2 separate regions of the Ovis aries genome follow, and region 1 is linked to region 2. Evidence: chromatin contacts called from public Hi-C data. All regions are on one chromosome and are shown on one strand. Each heading gives the region's core, a stretch centred on a gene start, on an enhancer-like site or on the middle of the called end of the contact. The rest is flanking DNA. Distances are from core to core; before and after follow the strand shown. Region 1 overlaps ADGRG1 (adhesion G protein-coupled receptor G1). Region 2 has its middle 24 kb from the start of ADGRG1.

Evidence for each region. A called contact is a pair of places that touch in the nucleus more often than the background predicts.
Region 1: a contact with region 2 is called in a Hi-C map of liver, with 3 times the contacts expected there. The contact joins two enhancer-like sites. A contact is called at or near these places in 13 of 16 Hi-C or Micro-C datasets (blood, hypothalamus, liver and 6 more).

The regions. Positions count from the first base shown.
Region 1 is chr14:25,214,002-25,219,564 of ARS-UI_Ramb_v3.0, reverse strand. The region is part of intron 1 of ADGRG1 (adhesion G protein-coupled receptor G1); the gene reads right to left. Among named protein-coding and RNA genes, the nearest start is that of TRNAG-CCC, 19 kb to the left of the region's middle. Within about 2 kb of position 2,789, at least 9 of the 54 cell types and tissues checked have an H3K27ac peak or open chromatin away from gene starts, as enhancers often do. A contact at or near this core is called in liver, where this site is marked.
Region 2 is chr14:25,164,513-25,170,269 of ARS-UI_Ramb_v3.0, reverse strand. No RefSeq gene overlaps it. Among named protein-coding and RNA genes, the nearest start is that of ADGRG1, 24 kb to the left of the region's middle. Within about 2 kb of position 1,484, at least 4 of the 54 cell types and tissues checked have an H3K27ac peak or open chromatin away from gene starts, as enhancers often do. A contact at or near this core is called in liver, where this site is marked.

The sequences.
Region 1 (5,563 bases), core at 1,540-4,039, 48 kb before region 2:
GCCAGCCTGTGTTGACCCAGCCTCCTCACCCCTACATCTATGCTAATCCTCATTCCAACCCTGTGAAATAGGCCCTAGCATTTGACCCATTTCACAGATAGGGAACCTGAGATCCAAGGAATTAAATGGCTTGCCCATTTAATTTTTCCAGAGGCCAAGGGCTTTCCTGCCTGATCAGGACTGTAGTGCCTGGCAGGGAACCTCCGTTCCTGGTACTCACAGAGAGATGCTGGGTGGCTTGGCCCACCCCATGGCCATCTGGCCCAGTGACTGAGCTGGGTGCAGTCATGAACAGACACCCTCATCCTGTGGGGAGCTGCATATGTCTGTGGTGACAGATGCAGTCATCTGCTATAAGCCAGACAAAAGGAAGCCTGGCATCCATGGGGCATGTGAGGACTTTGATTTGGGGGAACGCAGGAGGGCTTCCAGGAGGAAGTGACTTTTGGATGGATTATTTGAGGGCAGCATTAAATGAAGGGGTGGCCCAGACAGGAATTCACTGAACAGACCTGGCCCCCTCAAGCCAGTCTCCAGTATCCCAACATATGTAACGGAACCCTAATTTCTTGGGTCTGGTCAGTCTAATCGTTGGTCAGCTGGGTTCCTCACCCTGCCCTGGTGACATCGCAAGACCCCAGAGAAGGAAGTGGAAGTCTTTGGGGGAATGGCTGCTATTTCCTAAATTGTGATTTTTAAGGTTTCACTCTGCATCCTCTCTGAGCATTTTGGTTCCTTTTGGGTTTTGGTGTTTTTGTTTTTTATTTTTAGGGGGAGTGAAGGATTTACTACTTGAAGTAAAGAGAACACCGAGGATCTTTCTAAAGCAGTGTCTCCCATTTGGACTCCTTTTGAAACTGTCGCTCTAGAACAGTGGAAGGAAACCCAGCATCTGGGGACAGAAGTATGCCTCTGCTGGACCCCTTCTCTTTCCTCCTCCTTTCTGCCAGTCCCTATCACTGTCTATACCTGATCCCCAATACAAACCACATCTCCTCCAGGCAACTCCCTAACCCCTATTTGACTTTCGCTTTATACCTGTGAACTCAGAGTTCACAGATCACTTTGCAAATGTGGCCCCAGTTCTTCATTATGGCATTTGCATTCAAGGCCCAGAGAGGGCCAGTGATTTCCTGACCTTACACAGCAAGCAAGGATGGAGCTGGCTAGAATCCAAGTATCTCTCTGGCCCACTGACTTTCAAAGTGAGTTACCAAAAAAAAAAAAAAAAAAGAAGTGAATTACTACTATCAGTAAACAGTGCCTAGGACAGGGCAGAGTCATCCATTTTCATTTATCTTCCTGGGCTGATCTCTTTGAGAACAAAAAAGCAGAAAGAGGGAATGAGGTTCCCATCACCAGAGGGATACAAGTGAGGCTGCATTTGTGAAATGCCATGATTCCAACAGACAGGGGTCAATGGCATGCTCTGACATTCCTGGTCATCCCCACTCTACCCTGGCTGCTTGAACAGCCACTCCAGGGTGAACAACTCTAGCCTTATAGAGTTTCTTGGAATTTGAGGGGGAGGGACTGCCTGGTTTCCTTTAACCCATCCTTAGTAGAGTAGACTCTGGAGCCAGACTGGGTTTAAATATCAATTCCTCTACTCAATGTCCATGTGTCTCTGGACTAGTTACTCACCTTCTCTGGGCCTCACTTTTGTCATCTGTAAATAGGTATAAAAATCAAGACTATTTCAAAGGTCATTGTGAGAACTGAATGAATTGGTATCTATAGAGGATTTAGAGCAGGAATATGCACAAGGCAGGTGCCATAGGTGTTGGCTCAGTACCTCTGTATCCTTCCTGACCAGCTCACGCCTGCCCCTCACCCAGCCCCCTGGGCCCGTCACAGGTCCCTACTCCTACATCTTCCCTCTCACCCTCCACGTCACCCCCTCGTGGGCCCCAGCTCAACTTCCAAAGCACCTCAACAGGAAATTCTTCGAGCATGAAATTTCCTTTCTGGGAAGACTGAAACCCCACCCAGAAAACTTCCCACCTCACAGCACGGACATGAGCCGGTCCCCAGAAGCCTCTGAGGGAAAGGAGGGCTGGACGGGGGCACCATCTACACTCTCATGAGATCCTCAGAGCCACCCTGTGAGGCCGGTCCTGCTGTTTTGCCATTTTACAGATCAGAAAACTGAGACTAGGGCAGTGGATGTTGTAAGCTTCCCCACCGGTGGAGCTAAGACACGGACCTCAGTGTCATTCTAGAGAACTCCTTGGAGAGCTGGAGCCAATAGTTTCTAGAGATTCTTGCTCCTCTGGTTTGGGGAGACCCCCAAACAAAAGGAGAGAGAAATGGTGGGTGGGTGGCAGCCAAGACCACAGGCTGTGCAGATAACTCCAGCCTGGGAGAGAGAATTTAGGGGGCCGAGTCTCCAGTAGAGGCCCCTCCCCCACCAGCCCCTTCTAGAGCAGCTGCCCTTGACCTCAGGCCTTCCGTAAACACACGCAGAGAACAAAACAATCTGGCCCAGTTTGACACAATGAGGGCCACCATCACAGAGTCCCCAAGGATCAAGGCAGAGCGGAGGGGCCAGGGCTCATCTAAGCTAAGACTCCCGGCTGCCCATCCCTCGGGCTGGCTGGGCCCAGGAGGAGATGCCCCGGCTCCAGTGCAGGCCCAGCCCTGCCCATCCTCACGGTGGGGGAGAGGGTAATGGGCAGGGGACTCATGGCTCACTTTCTCCCCTGAGGCCTGACTCACTTCCTCTGCCATCCGTTTAGAGCCACGGGTCACTGCTGGCCCAGTCCAGGCCCCTGGAAAACCCATTTCCTCAGAGGACAGAGGTGGAAGTTGAGTGGACAGGACCTTGGTGGCTCTGGGGTTAACCCTTCCCAGGCAGGCGCCTCCCCAGGAAGATGACCTAGGCCCCCAGGCATTCTCCTGCCAGTAACACACGCGTGGACCGCAGGCTTATCCATCCCCCGACTAGCCTCTCTGTCTGGATCGCTTCCCTCTTTCCATGACCCAACTCATCTTTCTAAACTCAGTGAAGACACGCCCTCCCCTTGAAGCTTTCCCTAACTGCCATCAGAATTAACTTCTGTGTTCTGATGTGGTGGGGTAGGGGGCAGTCCACAGCCTATGCTCAACCCTATATGCCCACCTTTGCCACGAGGAGTTCACATCAGAGGTGCCCAAACCCACGATGGGTCAGAAACACCCCAGGAAGTTCACTGAAATGCATTATCACAGATCCTCCACACTGACATTCAGCATCTCTGAAAATAGCACAAAAGATTTTTTTCTTCATTCAGCAAATCAGAAGTAGCGGGGAATTTTTACCCAGTAGCTGCTATGAGCTTGATGGGTTTTTTTCCCAATTTTTTTTTCCTTTTTTTTTTTTTTTTTTTTGCCAGGAGAGCAGTAACATTAGGATGAAAACACGTGCACACATACATGCAGGGTACTGTCAGGGATGCATAAACGTTTTGTGATGGAATATATGTGAGGGGCTTAGCGGTAAAGAACCCACCTGCCATGCAGAAGATGGGGCAGGAGCCTCGGGTTGGATCCCTGAGTTGGGAAGATTCCCTGGAGAAGGAAATGGCAGCCCACCCTAGTATTCTTCCCTGGGAAATCCCAGGGACAGAGGAGCTTGGTGGGCTACAGTCCGTGGGGTCACAAAAGAGCTGCACTGAGTGACTAAACAATAACGGCGTGTGAGGGGCAGAGGCTCCAGGTCTGGTGTGGGGCTTGGGAGTCCAGCCTGACCAGGCAGCCCGTTGACCAACACTCTGCGGGCATAGAACCACTGGCTTACAAGGCTGGGATGCCACCAGGAGCCCTGTCTTACAGAGTCAGAGGTGGGTGGGGCCGGCCCCAGATCACTTGGGTGGTAAATGGTTCGCTCTGGACGGGAGCCAGGGCAGCTTGCCTCCCCCGTGGTGTCTCGTCTCCACCTCAGTGGTGGTGAGGATGAATCACAGTCCTGGGTGGCTCACCTAGCATTTATCAGGGTGCCTGGGACCTTTAAGCACAGCTGGGAGCAGGGGTGTGTGTGTGGGGAGGGGGGCCCCTGCCCCAGTGGGTCTCCAGGTGTGAGCCTAGTCCTGCCCTCCTGCAGGGAGAGCCAGCAGTGGGAAGACCCAGCCCAGCTTCCCAGCTCCAGCCCTCATCTTCAGCTGCTGGTCAGGGTCGGGGGCGGTGGGGACAACAGACGGGGGACAACATGGAGATGCTGGCTCCCCCTCCCCCAGCCCTGGACAGAGGGCCTTAGGAGAAAAGGGTTTGGCCAAGGGAGGGGTGGGTGAGCATGAAGGCCTTGAGGGAAGGACACATGAGGTGTGCGTGCTCTTGTGTGCGGGTGTGTAGGGGAGCGAGGAGGGACGTTAGAGCAGAGCAGAGAGGGTGGGGTGGGGGGCTGAGAGGACCCTCCACCAGCCCTTTCCAAACTCTCATAAACGCAGTCTAACTTAGAAACACCATGTACCCGACAAACAAAGGCAGCACCCCCACCAGACCCCGGTGGGACCCCCGAGCACACCTCACTCTCAGCCGGGCCCCCAGCCCCTCAGCAGAGCCCGGGGCTCCAGGAGGCACTGCTTGCAAACATGGAGCCCGTCTCTCCCCGCCCTCAGTCACAGACTAGGAGACTGAAGCCCAAGCTAGGTGGCCACACAGAACTCCCCCCAGGAAGGGTGTTCTGGCCTGGCCAGGGAAAACAGAGTGACTTCAGGTTTCAGGAATTTTTCTACAATTAAAAAGAATAAAAATTAAGCTAGCTGCCTGCCTCCCGGAGGCCGGTGGGTGCCAAGGACTTGCCGGCTCACTGCCCAGGATGAGTCCCACGTTCTGGAGCACTGCCCCACCAGCGTGGGCCCCGCCGCCCCATGGCTTCTGTCCAGCAGGTCCCCGGGCCACGGCTCCCTCCGCGTGCCCAGACGAGCCCTGGCCCTGGGGGGAGACCGAGGAAGGGCAGGAGAGGGGCACCTGCGCAGATGAGAGGACGCCGAGTTCCCCCGAGAGCCAGTTATCCAGAGCCACCCACCCTGCTACCTGCTTTATCTGCAATTAGAGTGTTTGCTCAAGAGGCCTCAGAGGCCAGCACACCATCACGAGAGATGAGCCTGGGCTTGAGTGTTCCCTCCTCCAAACCTCTGCATACACCGGTGCTCCCCTCTGGATGCCAACCTTGTGCCATATCTGTAAAGGTCTAACTTAGAAACGCCATGTACTCGACAAACAAAGGAGGTGCCCCCACCAGACCCCAGTGGGATTCCGGACCATACACTGGCCTTCAGCCTCCACATCCTCCCCCGACTGCCCTGCACTCCAGCCTCGCAGTGCCTGGCAGAACAGCAGACGGCGAGTGGGAATAAACAGAGGTCTAGCTGGCACAGCAAAACGGAGCTGGAATCCAAGAAGGGGAGCAGGAGATGACAGTTCCCATTTAGCGATCACTCACTTGGTGCCCAAAACTGCGCAAGGCACTTTTCACAAATGGTCGTTCAATCCCACCTTAACTCTATAAAGCAAATACTATTATTGCCCCAACGTAAAAAGGAAATGGAAATCCAAAAAGCCTAAGTGATGCCCAGGGAAGTAA
Region 2 (5,757 bases), core at 235-2,734:
TGGCGGGGGGGACAAGCCAGCCTCCGCGTGTTTCAGGACCTAAGGGCTCCACTTGCACTGAAACAGTGGAATTGCTTTAGGAAAAGACCTGAGTCCACATACCCACTTCCTGCAAGCCTGCGACAGTTTCTTAGCTCACAGGTTCTGAGACCTTCCATCCATAAAGGGAAACATGCATTTTCGGGACCACTCAAGGAGAAAATACCTTTGGAATCAGACAGACTGGGATCCATTTGTACTTATTAATAGTTACGTGTCCTTGGAGAAGAGAATCATCTTTCAGAGCCTCAATTTTCCCACCTGTAAAATGGGCATAATAATAGTACCTTATTCAGGTGGCTCTAGTGGTAAAGAACCCACCCGTCAATGCAGAAGATATGAGACACGGGTTCGATCTTTGAGCCAGGAAGATCCCCTGGAGGAAGGCACAGCAACCCACTTCAGTATTCTTGCCTAGAGAATCCTCAAGACAGAGGAGCCTGGCAGGCCATAGTCCATGGGGTTGCAAAGAGTCAGACGTGACTGAACGACTAACACTTTCATATTGTAAGGACCAAATCTGGTGGGATTTGCAAAGCACACCGCTTGGCACAGAGCAGACTCTCTATCAGTGAGAAGCAGTTATTCTATATCCCCCCCAAGGATCTTGGAGGATGCAAACCACTGATATTATCAGCCTTTGCCTGAGTGATGAAGTGGTTAATGAAATCAGTCCTTCCTGAAAGAAGCGGCTCTGGGAGTCACCAGTTTTATTAATGAATTGCTCGCTAAAGTTCTTCCTGTTTTGCTGACAGGCGCAATTAACTGCCTGCAGGCTGGTGGCCCTAACTAAATGATAACCAATTTGAGGGTTGGCCTGGAGGCAGGATATGAGTGTGTGGGAGCCCAGGCCTCAGGAGTGGGGGTTGTAGCACCTGCTTCAAAATCACCACAGCCAAAGCCTCTTCCCAGGTCTGGCTCCCTCTGGGCATGGAGGCCTGGGGCCTGCGAGGGCTGGGGAGCTGCCTCTAGCCCCTGAGGCCCAGCAGCAGGGGATGTCGGTGAGTGGGAATTACTTTTTGCACTGACAACTGCATCAGGCCCCGGGTGATTATCTCAGGGAATCCTCCCAGCCCTGTCGCGTTGGTGTTGCCACTCTCCTTGTGCACAGATGAGGAGCCCTGAGGCTCAGAGAGGTCCGACAGTAGGCGGTCAGGGCACTCAGCGCTGCCTTTCCCCTGTGGTGGGGCTGGGTGGAGGCCCTAGAGTCCACACACTAGGAGGGACAGTCACACTTTTGCCTGACGGTCAGGTCACGTGGGGCCTTGGAGACTTATCTGTGCTGTCTCTGGTCCCATTTCACTGATGTGAGACTGAGGCCCAGAGAGGGACAGGGACTGGCTTGAACTAGAGTCAGAAGCCAGAGCCTAGATGTCCTGCCCCAGCTCAGGGAAGACAAGACTGAGTAGGGCCCTGTGCCTGCCTGGGGCCCCCCAGCCAGAGAGCTGATGTGAATTCTCACCCGTCAGTTGTCCGTCCCTTCCCCCACCGCCCAACCCCGACCCATGGGAAGCTATTACCCAAGTCGGTGTCTGGGTAACTAACACCTTTCTAAGTGCTGTAAGTGGTAGATGCGGCTGGTTTGAGGCTGCAAGTTCTCAAGCTTCTGGGTTCCTGGAAGGCAGCTCTCATGACCCACTGTACATCCTCCCAGCCCGCTTGGATCCTTGAATCACCTCAGCAATTGCAACCCCCAAAATCTCCCAGAACAAACCATGGAGCTTTGTCCGAACACCCTTCGCTGGTCAGATAGAGCTGGAGGCAGAGGGATGACTGGTCTTTCCTCCTGGTTTGCCAATGGGGAAACCAAAGCCCGGAGAGGGAACAGACCAGGCCACAGTCACACAGCCAGTCCGAGGGAGCAGAGGTGTGGCTGGGACCCTGAGCGGGCCTCTCCAGGTTAAGGAGATGGTGGCCTGCTGGGCTGCTTTGTGGAATCCCTGCCCTCTCTGGGCCTCAGTTTCTCACCTCTAAACTGAAGGGTGGCAAGAGATTAAAAGAGCAAATGCTACAGCAATATTGTGTTTATTATTAAGTTGACCTGGAGAGGTGCATGAGACCTCATCCCATTTTAAAAAGATTTTATAGAGCCTCTTATGTTGCAGGCACTCTCTCAAGGGCATTGCAATTATTGGCTAGTCAGTTCTCCTATCAACTCTATAAGCTGGTTACTATTATGCCCATCCCATATTGCAGATCTGTTGGTTCAGGCCAGGAGAGGTTTGGCAGCTTCCTGGGTTGCATAACTCGTATGGTAGGGAGCTGCGACTTCTGCCCAGTCAGCCGTGTCATCAGGCACAGCACTGCGCTCATTTCACCAGCCATCCACGGAGGAGGCAGGAGGTCCTTACAGTGGCAGTCTGGGGACAAGTGGGCAGAGGTGATGTCACTGAGAGATGTGCCAGGAACTGAGGAGTCAGGCTCCACTTTCCTGCCTCCATGAGGCATCTGATCTTTTGCTGAGTTCTGCCGGCTGTATCTGACTCACTTCTGCTCACTCCGTCTCAGAGGATGCTAGCACCCTGGCCATAGTACACTACAGTGCAGACAAGAGGTAGGCTGGATGCGTGCAGACACTGACATCCTTATAGAGAGAAGATTTTTTCTGATGCGACCCAACACAAAACGTCCCCTCAGACCCTCCAACACAGTAGATCTGAAACTGATCTTGAGACTTTTGTTTTCAGCAGTGGCAGACTTCTTTTTACCTCTGAACACAGTTTAAAATGTTGAGTTAAAAAAAAAAATTTAATTGAAGAGCTAGAAAGATCATGGGGAAGCAGCAGGCTAAATTTGAGGAGAAAATATCACCCCAGAGAGGTAAACAACACGACAGAAGCACCAAAGCCACTTCCGTACGAAAGGTATTGACAGATACCACCCACTTGGGCTTCAGTCTGGGGGCCTTCAGAGTGAGCAGGACAGAAGTAAAGGCCGAAGACCAGTCCAGGGAGGGGAGACGTAAAGCAGACCCTTCCCATGTGGGTTGCAACCCCCTCCTCGAGAAAAAGGTAAACCAGAACTGAATCACGCCCCTCCCCTTGGCCCCAGAAAGCAACTTGGGATAGAGAAGAGCAGAAGCAAGGGGAGGGGCCCATTCTGAGAACGAGAGCTGTAGACTGGCGGGCACACGCTTGTCACCCCGGGCACAACAGACAGGGGCAGACCAGGGGCCTCAAGCTGTGAATTCGACTGATGTTTTTCTGTCTGTAAGCGTCCCAACTGCCTATCAGAGACAAATAGAAGAAGGGCAAGGTGGTTGGGAAGGGATGGAGTGGGAGGCTGGGGTTGCAGATGTAAGCTATTAAATACAGAATGGAAAAACGACAAGGTCCTGCTGTATAGTGCAGAGAACTGTATTCAAGACCCTTTGACAAACCATGATGGAGAAGAGTTTTTAGAAAGGGTGTTTACAGATGTATAACTGGACCACTTTGCTGTACATCAGAGATTGACACAACGCTGTAAGTCAACTATGATAGGGCCCTCATGAGGTCTCACTGATAAGACGGCTCATTACGTCAACCTCGCAAACAAAGAATAAAAGCACAGTGATCCTCTTGACTGACCAAACCGCCCAGATGGCATGCTGTTTTCTCACTGGCGCCTATCTTCTCAAAGCTGCGAGATCACCAGATTCTAGACATCCGGCTCCGTGACCATCCCTTCAGAGAGTTTTTCATTATTGGCTATAAGAAGGACCCACCCTGTAAGAAAGGGAGGATGCTTGGTCTCCTTAAGGGCCAGTCACCCTCTCTTTTCCCTCTAATAAATTTCCCTTTTCTTGCCTGACTGCCCAGCTAGCTCTGTTTTTCTCTGCACTCACCTTACAAACTAAATTTTTTTTAATATTAATAATTAAAAAAAGAAAGAAATACAAGGCTGGAGGGGAGCACATCCATTCCTTGAGGGAAGTTCCACAATAATTTTTCGAAGCCAATGGCCATAACCAGGTCAAAGATGACAAACTACACAAAGACAAGGGGGAGTGTAAGTCAGAATTAGCAGCAACAGATCCGTGGTTACTGCAAATATTTTAATGATCAGAAAAGAGGATTAGAGAACTATTTTTACTATATTCTACAAAAATGATCAACAAGCTGAAAATAGCTTCAGGGAATAGTAAACTATAGAAAGTGGCATAGCACATTTTTTAAAGAGCCAAAGGAAACTGCTAGAAACTTGAAGATGGATCAGAAGAAATTATTGAGAATGTACTCCATAAAGACAAAAAGATGGAGGATACTGATAAGATGATAAGAAACACGGAGGATATAGTGAGAGAAAAATCTAATGTATATTTTTCATCAGAATCCCAAGGAGAGAGGAGAAAATATTTAAAGAGATGGTGGATGAATATCTTGAGTATTTTTTCAGAACTGATGCAAGGCACAAGCGGCCCAGCCACAGATACAAATGGCCCAGAAAATCTCAAACAGAACAAATACAAAAAATTGATATTTAAGAAATAGAAAAATAAGGAGAAAATATTAAAACCTAGCCAGAGAGAAAAAACCATTTACTTTCAAAGCAATGGTGATTAGACTTACAAATCATTCTCAACAGCAATGATGGAAACCATAGAAAAGTGGAGTGAATGAAATCCTTAATGTAATGAAGCAGAATAACTGCCGACCTAGACTCTAGACTCAGCTAAAATATCTTTCAGAATGAAGGCCAAATAAAGACATTTTCTTTCAAACAAAAACTGAGAGTTCATCACCAGCAAACCCTCACTAAAGAAAAATTTTAAACATGTACTTGAGGCAGAAGGAAAATTATCTAGATGGGAGGGTAGAGGGTATAAAAAAAAGAATAGGGACTAAAGAAAGTGGCTAAAAGAATACAGACAAAGGACATCCCTGGTGGTCCAGTGGTTGAGAGGCTGGCTGCCAATACTAGGATCGTGGGTTCGACCCCTGGTCCAGGAAGATCCTACATGCTGCAGGGCAACTAAGCCCATTCAGCACAACTACTGAAGCCCGTGTGCCCTAGAGCCTGTGCTCCGCAGCAAGAGAAGCCGCTGCAATGAGAATCCCGCACACCACAGCCAGAGAGGAGCCCCCCCTCGCCTCACCAGAGAAAGCCCACAGCTACGAAGACCTAGTGCAGCCATAAATAAATAAATAAAATACGGACAAATGTATAAAACGTCATATGGAATAGTAATCATAAAGTCTAATGGAATCTAAAATGAAATGAAAATACCAGACAATCTAACATAAATTGGGAGTGGGAAACACATAGTATCAAAATGTTATAGTATCAGTGGGGTATCGGGGTGAATGATAAAGGTTTGATTAATGTCAGGCTTTAATAAATTAAGTGTGCATGTTACACTATCTAGGGTAAACACTAAAACAAGGATCAGGACACTGTTCCATGGATCAGATCCAGCCTGCTTTTGGTATGGCCTGCCAAATAAGAATGGTTTCCACATATGAAAAGGGCTATAAAAATCTAATCAGAGAAGAATCTATGGCAGACTATCAGTGGCACACAAAGCCTGAAATATTTACCATCAGGCTTTTTACAGAAAAAAGTTACCAGCTCCTGCACTGAAGGAATAGAAAAAGAGTATATCATTTCAAACTTAACAACAGAGTAAATGATATGAGTTAAATGACAAAACATATACAGACAATTCTTTCAAGGCGAGAAAGAAAAGAAAAAAATAGGATGAGTGAGGTAAGTACCACAAAGTAAGATAGTAGATTT